3 separate regions of the Gossypium hirsutum genome follow, and all the other regions are linked to region 1. Evidence: chromatin contacts called from public Hi-C data. All regions are on one chromosome and are shown on one strand. The core of a region is the stretch at or near the end of the contact, and the rest is flanking DNA. Distances in the headings are between cores, read along the strand shown.

What was found. Hi-C and Micro-C count contacts between places; a contact is called where the count stands out from the background.
Region 2: a Hi-C map of leaf shows a contact between it and region 1, with 2.2 times the contacts expected there. The contact joins the promoter of LOC107896846 here to the promoter of LOC107896881 in region 1. A contact is called at or near these places in 2 of 34 Hi-C or Micro-C datasets (both in leaf).
Region 3: a Hi-C map of leaf shows a contact between it and region 1, with 2.8 times the contacts expected there. The contact joins the promoter of LOC107896860 here to the promoter of LOC107896881 in region 1. A contact is called at or near these places in 4 of 34 Hi-C or Micro-C datasets (callus and leaf).

What each region holds. Positions count from the first base shown.
Region 1 is chrA10:89,074,506-89,078,940 of Gossypium_hirsutum_v2.1, forward strand. LOC107896881 (probable serine/threonine-protein kinase PBL7) reads left to right here and starts at 2,629. Exons shown (of 6, transcript XM_016822178.2): 1 at 2,629-3,089; 2 at 3,588-3,826; 3 at 4,056-4,191. The coding sequence starts at 2,906. LOC107896880 (a long non-coding RNA gene) reads right to left here and starts at 1,899. Exons shown (of 2, transcript XR_005903348.1): 1 at 1,145-1,899; 2 at 471-881.
Region 2 is chrA10:88,465,863-88,469,953 of Gossypium_hirsutum_v2.1, forward strand. LOC107896846 (thioredoxin H9) reads left to right here and starts at 1,842. Exons shown (of 5, transcript XM_016822141.2): 1 at 1,842-2,592; 2 at 3,441-3,507. The coding sequence starts at 2,543. LOC107896847 (ubiquitin-conjugating enzyme E2-17 kDa) reads left to right here. Exons shown (of 5, transcript XM_016822142.2): 3 at 523-650; 4 at 757-861; 5 at 1,346-1,611. The coding sequence ends at 1,489.
Region 3 is chrA10:89,701,867-89,706,576 of Gossypium_hirsutum_v2.1, forward strand. LOC107896860 (U2 small nuclear ribonucleoprotein A') reads right to left here and starts at 3,010. Exons shown (of 8, transcript XM_016822156.2): 1 at 2,724-3,010; 2 at 2,597-2,637; 3 at 2,370-2,499; 4 at 2,048-2,253; 5 at 1,173-1,346. The coding sequence starts at 2,805.

The DNA.
Region 1 (4,435 bases), core at 1,379-3,878:
CCAAAATCGTTATGTAGGAAGCTGGAAAATATTTTCACAAAATTCCAGTGGCAAAACGGTCAGGGAAGGAAATGGATTCACTAGTGCCGATGGAATTTTATGTGTCGATCAAAAGATGAGAAGGGAATGGGCTTTAGAAATTTAGTGCAATTTAGTATTTCACTATTAGCTAAGCAGGGGTGGAGGCTTATTACAAACCAGAATTCCTTAGTTACGCAAGTGTTTAAAGCTAAGTGTTTTCCGAATGATAATTTTTTAAATTCTCGATTGGGGAAAACCGATTCTTACATATAGAAAAGCATGTGTACAGCGAAGGGTGTTTTGGAAAAATACATGTATTGGAAGGTCGGTACAGGTACAAGTATATATATCAATACTGATGCTTGGATTCTAGATGCTGTTAATTTTAAGTTATCTTCAGTTATTAATGCCATGCAAGATGTTAAGGTCAATGAGTTGATCAACAGTAATGAGAGAACATGGAAGTGAGATTTCATAAACAATAAATTTTCCGCAGATGATGCTGGAAAAATCCTTCGTATCCCTTTAGCACGCACACCTCACGAAGATTTCTTGGTCTGGTGAGGTGAGTATTCAGGTGAGTTTTCGGTTCGCAGTGCCTATAAACTATTACAATAAACTATTACAAGCTTTGGAGGAAATTCCTAGAGCTTACACTTTACAAACAGGCTATATGAACTTTTACAAAAAACTATGGCTCCTTAATCTACCAAGCAAAATTAAGGTTACAATATGGAGAATCTCATGGAATTATTTGTCGACAAGGGTTAATATGCAGTAGCATTAGCTCGTCAGTAACACAAACTGCCCTCGGTGCGGTGAAAGTGCTGAAACAATCGACCATATTTTTCGCAAATGTCCTGTCACAGTGGAAGTTTGGTCACTATTAAAAATTCAGAATTTGATTCTGGTTCCTAACATGGATTTTTTATAGTGGATTACCTGGATTTTTGATCTATTTTTTATAGGGCAACAAATAGCAGACTTCATCAACAACTATATTGTTGAACCTAATGGGCTTGAAATAAGAAGGTCAATTAAGGGAAAGGAAACAAGAAAGTGGAGCTACCCACATCGCGAATTCGTTAAAATAAATTTTGATGGTGAGTATGATGCGACTCACCATAAATCTGCCTCAGGGGTTGTGGTCAGAGACGAGGAAAGGCTTGTCCTTCTTTCCTACTCAGAGATCAACCACGGGGTATCTTCCGCATTTGCAGCCGAAGCAATAGCGTGTAGAAAAGCGGTCAAAGTAGGAGTGGGACAACAATGGCCGAAGGTGATAATAGAAAGCGACTCCCTCACGATAATCAAAAAATGCACAACCAAAAGTCAAGATCGTTCACATATAGGAGCTTATATACACGATATACAACAAAACATTAACAGATCGAGAAGCTTCTTTTTCAAACGTACAATAAGATCTGCAAACAACCTTGCGCATGTAATAACAACGGAAACTTTAAGAAGGAAGGAGGAGACGTACCTGGAAATGGGGGTTCCGGTGTATGCTGAGATTCAACAAAGAATGGATCAGAGACGAGAGCCAGATTGATAACAGAGGGGAAACAGAGAAATGAAAGGAAAGTAAAGGAAAGTCGGAGAAATGGTTTTTGAAAGGATAAACTTTCCTAAAAGCTGAATCGTCAAAAGAAAATTGAAAGGTACTCTGATGATACGACGGTTTACAGTATGATCTGACTGGGCATTAATTAGGTTCATCAATCTATAATTTTTGACTGTTTGATAAATATCTAGATATTTTCTAATTAGTTTTTGAGCCTTTTTAGTTTCAGGCCGTGTCTTGTTTAGGTGCTGATTGGTTTTCTCTTTTGCTTTTGGACTTTTACTATGTACTTTTATTTTATTCAGTATACAGCCCAGTCTGAATTCTTTCAAAAAAATTCATTAATATAATTCAGAAAAATAATAAAAATAATATATGTAGAAAATTTTAATATTATAATTTATTAATATATATTATAAATATATTTAATAGTATAATATATTATTTATAAAAATATGATTTATTTCTGAATAACATTATAAATATTATGTCAAAAATAATATTTGAAAATAAATAATTTAACATTTTATATTTAATAATAAAAAAATTATTTAACAATATATTTAGTTTATTAAACTTACAAATAAATATAAAAATCATATTTAAAAATTATTTTATTATATTTAAATATTTAAAAATATTATTAAAAACCTACCATTTTATTTTAATATTACTTTATCTCTTTAGCTTCCATCGCTCCAATCCTTCATTTTGGTTAGTTGTTGACTTCTAGAATTTAAAGGCTCAAAACCCCAATTGCGAGAATGATGTTGAAAAAACCAATTCAAGTTTGATAGAATTTCTCTTGAATTATATGTTATTCATTATTGAGTGAAATAGTCATTCGTTGTCAAAGATTCTAATTCAACTGAATAAGGAATTCATTAAACCAAATTACGAAATAATCATTTCCCTAGAATCGAAATGGGTTGGCTATTCATGCCCACCCAAACGTACTGTCAGTAATAGTGGTATCGTATGATTGAATGGTGAAGTATACATATATAAATAAGTACGGGTGCATCAAATATAAATATTTAACTTTATATATGTGGTAATCTTGAAAAGTATGATTTAAGTTGAGGTAGGAAATGCAAATGCAGAGAAAAGGAAAGGACTAAAAGGAAAAGTTCTTTGTGTGCGCGCTAGTCGGAGAAGAAAAAAACAGTAAAGTAAAACTCACTGACCCTGGTGTCTGACACAGCGAGAAGAAAGGCGAGAGAGAGAGGGGGGGGGGAATCTCCAAGTTCAAATAAGACCAGCATTTTCTTATAGTCGGAGGCGAGCTAGGTTTCAAAGGGAAAAAGGAGAACAAAAATGGAGAAAGGAGGGGAAGATCCTGAGTTTTCATATTCGTATTATAGGAGGAAAGAACGCATTGCATTGGTAGCCATTGTAGTGCTTGCTTCAGTGGCTGTTGCTTCGCTTTTAGTGGCTTTTAGCTACTATTGTTATATTCGTAACAAGGTCCTCTCTAAGCGCTCCAAATCCCACTCTACTGGTACTGTCTACATAATATTTTAAATAAACTACACTATTTTCTTTTCTCTGCTTTCATTTTCTTGTATATTTATGTTGGTTATGATGACGGTGTAGTAGATGTGAATATAGGAAGATTATTGGGGAAAATGCATTCCCTTTGTGTACTATTCATAAGGACTAGTTCATCTTTTGTTCTTCCCTCTTTTTCCTGTCAAAAAAAGGTGGAAAAATATATTTGATTCATCTTGTTCTGTTTCTTATATAGTTCTTTTTACCTTTATTTGGTTTTTTAATTTCGTACCCGCGATGAAGTACTTCCCAAAAGATGGTAAGTTGATTATACCCTTTTGACAATGATTATTTTGGGTCTTTGGGGACTCGGACTTATGATGGTTTGTAGTCAGGGCCTGTAGTATAAGTAATCATCAATAAAGTGAGCTTGTTGCTTTAGCATGACTCGGTTCCTAATGTTCCCTTTTATGCAACTTGATGTATTGCTGGTCTTTTGTCTCTGAAGTGGTTGATTCTAAGGACAAAGCTTGCTGTACCGATCTTGAAGTTGCTACGGACGAAGGGCTTCATGTCTTTACTTTTAAGCAGTTACATTCAGCCACTGGTGGTTTCAGCAAGTCTAATGTGGTTGGCCATGGCGGGTTCGGGTCCGTGTACAGGGGAGTGCTTAGTAATGGCAGAAAAGTTGCTGTGAAGTTAATGGATCAGGCAGGGAAGCAAGGAGAAGAAGAATTTAAAATGGAGGTCTGCTATGAATACTGTTCTAAGTGTACTTTTCTGGTGTTCTGATATCTGTATTTCAAATGTGCCATGCTAACCCGTCGACAATATACATTCTGTTTACCTAATTCTTTATATTTCTTCTGGAAAAAATGGATAAAATGAGTTAATAAAGTGATGATATCATTTATGTTAACTTTCCTTTTATTTTAAGTTGATTTTATACTAATTGATTGACCATACACAATTGTAGGTGGAACTGCTGAAACGTCTACGTTCTCCATATTTGTTGGATTTGATTGGGTATTGCTCAAATAGTAGTCGTAAACTGCTTGTTTATGAGTTTATGGCAAATGGTGGTCTGCAGGAACATCTGTATCCCATTAATGGTAAGCTAGTACTTAGTAGTAGCCTTTGTTTATTAAAATTTCAATGTGCATGAGCTGTTAATTAAGCTTTTTTTATTATTCCAATCAAGATTTATCTTCGCATATAAAAGCTGGGTGGTATTATTTGCACCACATTTCTGCAACTCTTGCTTTCCACTTTTTTTAAATTGACAAATGTTCATGCACTTATGGGGAGTTTCCAAAGCTAAGTGAAGCACAAATGGGAATGCCCTGAAAGAAATTT
Region 2 (4,091 bases), core at 592-3,091, 610 kb before region 1:
AATACGTGTCATTTATATACCCATGAATTTATTGAATTCCATTTAGGATTATATGTATTTGGCTGTATACGTATAACCTTTGCTCAAGCAAGCTTACTTTTGTCCATCCCCAGTGCTTATCGCTGAAATTCCTTAACCATGGATGCTGAGGGTCGGACCCTCAACATGTCGAGGTTTTGTCTCTCTGTCGAGAGCGCTGATGGGTTCACAAAGGGGGTGCGCCTATCGGGATGCCTGAATAGGCAGGAGCCATAGTTGCTGAAGAGCGAGCACATGGTGCCATGGTTGCCGAAAAGCAAGCTAATGGCAAGGCTCGAACTCAAGACCTCTACTATATAGAATTCCTTGAGGGAGCCAGGGTACGGCTTGGGCTAGTGATCCTCAACAAAGTAGCATGGGTCCGAAGTCCTTAAGTTTTTAGTCTACAAAATTTTCAAGTCACATTCTTTAGACCTAACTTTTGTCATGTGATGCTCTATTATGTCACTAACCTCGGGATGCTTGCACTTTTTTTTGTGATAGGTCCTGTAGCTGAAGACATGTTTCATTGGCAAGCAACACTCATGGGCCCTTCCGATAGCCCTTATGCGGGAGGTGTATTTTTAGTTAGTATTCATTTTCCTCCAGATTATCCTTTCAAGCCCCCTAAGGTAGTTTGCTTCACCTGGATCGTTTTATTATCCCTTTTCTGTGTGCGTAGAATGTTGTTTGAGTGGTACGTACTCTTTTCATGGATAATGCTGCCATCATGTTTAGGTTGCATTTAGGACCAAGGTTTTCCATCCAAACATCAATAGCAATGGGAGCATTTGTCTTGATATCCTAAAAGAACAGTGGAGTCCAGCCCTAACCATTTCCAAGGTTTGACCTTACTCCTGCTAACCTTATGGTATTTCATACACATGCAGAATCTCGGTTTTTGGCTGACTATGGCTGCACAAAAGTTTCTCTGGTGTCACTTTTAATTGATTTCAATATCCTTGGGTAAAATTACTTTCTATTGGTTATAAGTTAGACTTGCATTTTACGAGTTTGTACGCGTTTCCAACATACGAACAATCACTGCCGTTACTCCCCGAGTTTAATTTTCTTTCTGGGAATTGAATAATTAATATCAGAAGAGAATTTCTTTCTGGGAATTGAATAATTAATATCAGAAGAGAAAGACCAACCTTGATCAAATATCATTGGCATTATATTGTCATTGTTACTATCCTTCTTTGCATTGGCTTCTGCTGCTGCTTGGAAATTTAAGTAATTTTTGGTCTTAAATATCATTAGAGCTTGTCTTAGAATAAGATAACATGGTAAAAAAAAAAAAAGTTTAACTCCAATGCAAAACCAGGTTCTGCTCTCGATCTGCTCGTTGTTGACTGATCCAAACCCTGATGACCCACTTGTTCCGGAGATTGCACACATGTATAAGACTGATCGGGCAAAGTACGAAGCGACAGCATGTGGCTGGACCCAGAAGTATGCCATGGGATGATGGTGGTTAGTGTGTAATACGTATTGGCTTTGGTACGATGCCATATATGTGTTAAAACCTTCATATATTTTGATTTGGATTTGAATTACGTGGACATCTTATATGAAAGGCATTTCCTAAAACTTTCATGCTTATAAATGGAGGATTATGGTTTGACGATAAAATTTTTAACAGTTAAAAATATGCCATCAGTCCTTGTGCTCTTCCAACATTTGGAATTTAGTCCCTATATTAAAATTGTTAAAATTTTTTATTAAATTCAAGTTCATTTCATTACAATTTTACTTTTTTAGTTACATGGTTGTTAGGTAAATTTTTTTTTTATTTCAAAATTTCACACCATATGTTTAATAAAAAACATTTAACAGGGTCAAAATTTTAAAAATAAAAGTGTAAGATTGAATTTTAAATTTTTTGAAAAGTGCAGGGACTGATTAGGTCTTTAAATGCAAAAGTTGAGGTAAGAAACCATCATGTTCATATATCAAATAATTATATCCATAAATGGACAACCCAACGCTTAGGGCAACTGAAAACAGTTGCCAAACTTTAGGTAAAACGAATCGTAATTCTTTAACCACAACCTCATAATAGGGTTGTTGATTTAGCTTCAAGCTTAAGAATTTCTTTAATTAATTTTAAATTATACATACTTGAATGGAACAACTTGATTTCAGCACAGAAAATTTCTTGTTCCATAACATTAATTATTTTACTTACGAAAGTTTGAAATTGCATTTAAGTACTAAAATAATTTACTTTTTTCAATTATTGACCCATTACTTTTTTTCCTTCCAAATTTGCTTGTATGAATGTATTTAATAGGTAAATTTTGATTAAAAAAACTACTAAATATATAAATAAAAATAACTAAATCGTGCCATAATTGTAATAAAGGATTAGTCGGAAAAATGAATATGTTAGAAATTAGTGGAATATTTTGATCTAAAAATTTTTAGTTATTCTAAAAAATAAAATATAAAATAGAAATTAGAAAAATCCAAAATATTGGATCAACCAACCTGTTGGCAACAGCGAAAAACATGGGGGTATATGAGTAAATTGAGATACAAAAGGCAAGGATCCAAACAGTCAGAGAACAGGTCAGTCCTTCGAAGCTTGAGCCTGCTTGACTCCATTCCTGTTTGTGTTTGAGACTTTGGGCTTCCAATCTACTACTCTGTTTCCTTCATTGATTTTTCAGAAGCTTTTCTTACCCAAAATTTTCTGCTTACTCATTCTTTATTTAATTTCTACATCATTAGATTCCTTAAACCGCAAGGTTACTTTAATTTTCGCATCTAGTATTGGATTCTTTTTATTGTCACCAATCTAATCGGAAAATCAAGCCTTAATCTTTACAGGTAAATTAGCCGTCGCTTTGTTCTAAGTTGGTAATTGACGGGTGTTCTATTAATCTTCTTAGCTTGCATTCCTAGCTTGCGTTTGTCTTTGTTTCCATTTGTAGAGTACTTTCAGATTACTCTTTTACTTTTCTGTTTCCTTTCTTGGTATTTGTTAAAATTCTGATAATTCAAGTGAAAAAGCTATGTCTAAATGTCGTTGGAATTCTTGTTGCATTTTGACTATTTGTTCAATCGAATGAGAATTTCATTTTTGGAGGTTTTCTTTTGCTTTATTTGCAAGGATTTGAGAAAGCAAATAGCATGATTTGGTTTTGTATATCATAATTTTGGGTTTGAAAAACAGGATGGATGTAACTTGTTCAGAAATGTAAATATATACCCTTAGGGTTTTATCCAAGTATTGTTTATTAGGAAATAATACAGCTATTATGCCTTTTGAAGTTTATTGCCTGTGTGGAAGTAGTGAGGATTTACTTTTAACTTGTTTAAGATTGATTATTGTGTATAAATTGATAGTTAAAATTGATTCTTTACCATGGACTTAGTCTGCAATGTCTGGACTTTGATGTCTTCCCAACTTTCAGGGGTACTGATACATTGCTGCAGTTGGCGTTTTGGCATTTTTCAAATATGGGACATTGCTTCTCTAAGGTAAGTGCTCTTAGCACATTTTATTTATTTTATAGAATGCAATTTTGGTTTTCTCGCCTAACAATTATCGTTCTGGTTCTCGGGTTTTCTGCATTTATTTATCTATTAGTGAATAACATTTTGATAGGTTTAGTAACTGTACTGCCGCAAGAACAGGGTATAATCCTTTGGTCTTTTGAGTTTTTAATGACTTAATAATATATCTGATGAGAGAATTATGTTGGCCAAGATGCAATGAATCTTTAATTAAATACCAAAAAATGTTCTCAACTTTTCAAAATTAAAGTTTGCTGATATTTTACGTCCATTATTGGACATGCAAATTTGTTCTGAAACATTTTTCATCCAATTTAAACTTCTCAGAGTTCTTGCATTTATTTAAAGCTGCTGAACGGTTGTCAGCATGACATTTGTTGATACAGGTCTGGGTTGTGGAGAAGTGTGGTTTACATTGTGGTGCTTACAGCCTGATATGCTGGTTCAAAAGCTAGGAGAGGTGTTTTTTTTGGCAGATTTTGGGTAGTTAAATGTCTTCCACACTTCCTACAAGACTTGAACTAGATGGTCGTATTTGCTGTCGGTCC
Region 3 (4,710 bases), core at 1,760-4,259, 630 kb after region 1:
ATACCCAATCTATTACCATCCTAATCCTAAACTCTTTTGAGATGCATCAAACATCACCCTTAAGCACTAAAACTGTTTAAGTAACTGCATTAGTAATCATAATTCTCATTTTATGATTCATGTCATCAAGATTGGAATCCAACATAGTCTATTACTGAAGAAATTAAAAAGGAGGCTTCCCCTAAATACCATTATTAGTTAAGAATTTTTGGCACCAAAAGGATACTTGAAACATGTAATCATTTGGTTCAAAAATCGAAATGGACATGTAACTTGCTACCAACCTAGAATGCGGTGCATGAAGGTAATGGCCATTGGCCTAATAAATCTTTTCCCTTGTTTAAGTTGAATTTTATTTAGTTAAGAGTGATTCAAAATAATAAGACAATTAAATTATTTAAATTTTAAAATTCAAAGTGAGCAAATATCAAAACTAATGTGTATTTCTAAAATGAGAGCCTTTTTACCTTTTAGACCAAACCTCAAATGAGAGTCTAAATACTTTGTTACTTGGACTCAAGAGCGTGTCAGATATGGGTATGTATCTAACACGGGTATGGTAAGATCCATCTAAGTTTCTCCACGTGGAGGATCCTTACAGGATGTACCTCCATATCCAGGGTTTGGTTATGAGTGTCAGACACAAATACCTCAAGAAAAATGAAGATTTGGAGCATCAAAGTCTAAATATACATCATAATATATAGCAAAGTATGGTAAGATCTGTGTTTTTTCCATGTGGAGGATCCCTGCGGTCTTACCTCCATACCCAAGCATCAGATATGAGTGCCAAACACAAATACCTCAAGAAAAATGAAGATTCGGAGCAACAAAATCTAGATATGCATGCATCATAACATATAACGAAGTTGGCTGAGATTCTTGTTAGGCAGTTCAACTATTATGCTCTTTTGAAGTTTCTACCACATATGTAAATGGTATCCAAGCATACTTTTCAGTGAGCAACTGAGGTAGTCAGAAGGCAGGTTCTTCCATTTTACCCTTAATTTCTATCATTTCTTTTATTTCATCCTGTCCCGGATAAAGTTCTCTCAAGTCCCTCTAAGATGCAAAAGCCAAACACATTAAAAAAAATAACCATTATGAAAACTAAAACACTATCAACTTTATTATCCTAGATTCAAACTAGTATTATGAGGAAAAGGCAATACCTTGATAGCTAGAATTTGCTCAGGTGTTGGGGCAACCACTTTTGGCATCTGTTCTTCCTCTGCAACTTCTGAAACATTTGGTACCTCTTTTGGTGCAACTGTCTTTGTAGATTCTTTCTTTATTTCCTCTTCTGCTTCTTTAGATGCAAAGAGATTTTCAGCTTCTAGTCTCTCCTGTGACCCATGAAGCATAATTATGAGAAAAATAATTCATATAATAGTAATACTTGCATGAGGAATAGAAACTACGAAAATCAGAACATTTAGCCCCCCACCCCTACACCCACCCTTTCTTCCCCACCGACCCAAAGATGAAGAGAAAAGAAATGCTTAAGTAACATCAAATAAATACTTCAATCCTATAGTTTCAATCCTATAGTATAGTGTTTATTTGAGAGATAAGTTAAAGATGAGCAATACTAGACCATTAGACTAAAAGAGAGATTTGTCATTTTAAACAAAAATCCAAATTCGGGATGTATTTTCCTAGTAATCAGAGCACCAATGATGAAGACGAGGCCAGAAAAGAATAAGAAGAAGAACTAAGATACCATTCTAACATCTAATAGTGTTCCATCGATTATCTAATTCTCAATCAGTCACCACATAACAGCATTACGTGAACCTACACGTGCTGCTGCAAAATATATATTCAAACCAAACCATGAAGTAATTAAACAATGTCAAAAAGGAAGTTCAGATTTACAAAGCTAAAGGCTCAGTCAGGCAAATACTATCAGGAGAATAAATACAGGTATGCTGCCAGAAGTTTCTCAATTAAACACAGCAATTTCACATAGGCAACAGCAAATGCATAACATAACAGATTAAAACCGTATAAAAAGACAAAATAATAGTTTAGCATATCCAATCACCTTAGCTTTGACTTTCTTGAAATCCAGAACACGGAGTGATTTGAGTTTGTGAATCACATATAACCTATAATTAGGTTTTTTTGTAATATTGTTATCCAACAGGCTAAGGAATTGCAGCTTAGGGAGTGATGAAAGAGGGTCAATCTCCACTAAGTTCACCAGCCGGTTATTTGTGAGAACCAACGTATGTAAATTTGGCAAGAACTCTGCAAGAAAGGGAAATGTGAACAGCATAAGAGCCTTCCTACCAAGAGACAACATCAAAAGGCAAAGGGCACATGCTAAAGTACAAGGGAAATTGAAGTGTTGATTCAAAGCTTACCCCCAATATTGGGATTGATACGAGTAACTCGGTTGTTGTTTATAAGTAAAGTACCCAAGCGTTTAAGATAAGGGAAGTTGTCCAGCTTCACAATCTCATTGTCAGATAAATCTATGGTATCGAATTGGTCCTATCAATTGAGCAAATGTAACAAAAAAAAAAGGAACCCACCAGTAAATTAAAGCTATGAATGCACTAAAAATTGACACAAACAAAGTAATACACACCTCGGTAGCACCCAAGTTTTCGATTACAGCAATTTTGTTACCTGAAAGGGGAAAAAGGAAAGAAAGGGAATTTTGAGAACATTATTATGAGGGTTAGGGTTAGAGCGGAAGAAGGGAGAAGCAGCACCTCGAAGATCCAATTCTCGCTCTTTGAGGGCATTGAAGAAGTGAGGACACTTCCAAATCAAGTCGGCCGTGAGCTTCACCATGCCTACCTACTTCCTTCTTTTCTATGTTTTTGCTCTGCTAAAACCCTAAACCACCGCCACTTTCTTTGTTCAATGAGGCGTTGCGTTGCGTAAGTGTGGGAGCGGCGAGTCGGAGTCGGCCACTTTGCGCCTTTACTCCTTAAAATTCATTTCTTTTGGTTCCGTTTTCATTTTTTTCACCCGCTCTTAAACAGCTGTTAAAACGACAACATTTTGTAGCCACTAAGAGGGCTTGGTTATCTTTTTTCTTTTTTCTTTTTTAACAGGAAACACCATAAAAAGCCATGCATTTCATTGTAATTTTAACTTGCAATTTTAATAATATGATTAGCAGTTTTATTGTAGTTTCTAAAAATATGTCGAAAATGTACTTTTAAATCACGATTTAAGAAATGATAAATCAATCGTAACTCCGAAATCCTATTATTTGCCACAATGCCATTAAAATTGTTTTCACTCTCATGTTGTTTTTAGTCCTTCTAAAATAGCTCTTTCCTCGACCTTGAACATTGGTTCCTCTCCACCTCTAATTTAAGCAGGCCCATTAGAGACTGAGACTGCTCCATCAGTATTTAGCTTAGTCCACCCTCTCTCTAGTATCATCCAGCCTTCACATCTTATTCTTTGGTCATAATAGACTTCACCTAACTTTAAATTCTTAAAGCTTGTAGCCCAAGCCACACTTGTTCTGACAACATCATCAATATTGTTGTAGTTGTTATTGAAAATAAAATTGTTGTGACTTTTCCATATAAGTGAACACATTATTGCAAACAGGGTTGGCCACTCATCATTATCCTCAATTCTCCCCAAGCTTGTCAAGTTCCAAACAAATTAATCCTTTAAATTGGTAATTTTTTTTGGTTAAAAAGCATTTTTTACAATAAAACTAATATTAAATAATTTACATTATAAATCACTTATGGCAATCCTTTCTGTCTCCTTTATTACAAATAGAAATAATACAGTAATTTACATTATAAATCACTTAATTTAGCATTAATTTTTATTTAAGTCACAAATTTATAATTTCATTAAATATATCACTAAACATTAATTATTAACAAATTAAGTCACTTATATTTAATGTTGTTCGGACCGGATCAGTTGATTGGACCGATTAAATCGGGAACCGATCGAAGTACCGATCCGATTATAAAAATTAGATAGGTTGAACCATAAACCAATACAAACTAGTTGAATTGAACTAAAAAAATCAATTTAACTAATTTTTCACTAGTTTTAATTTTTTTATACATTTTTTATTGAATTATTTAATCAAGTATGACAAATCAATCAAACCGGTCAAACTGAAAACCAATAATCTAAATAATTTAATTACTAATCTCATTCTAAAACCTTCCTTATACTTAAGTAATTCTAATGGAAAAGTTTACTAGGAATGCATAAGTGACTTAGTATAGCATTGGATTATGTTTAAAATATTATCGTATGCATATTAAGGTAACTTTTTACTCAATAAAATTAGCATAAGTTACATAATCTATAATAATGGAAGTTCAATTATATAAATTGATCAAATTAAATATTTGTGACTTATATAAGAATTGATGATTAAGTTTATTGACTCGAAAATCTAAATTAATTTAAATAATTTGTTTCATCATTAAAAGTATTTTTTAATAATTAGATTTGTTCAAATCATTTAAACTTGAAGATCCGTTTCAAATATAACATTTTAAAATTTAGAAAGATTGGTTTAGGCAAAAAAAAGCTCGTATACAATGTGACTCAAGCTTGAGCTCTAACATCCAACGTTCAAATCCAACTTTTTTTTTTACTTTTGTAATATCTTATTGTATTTTATATTATATATTATGTAATTTATATTAAATAAATTTAATTATTGTTGGAACATTTTTAAATATTTATAGTGTTCCAATA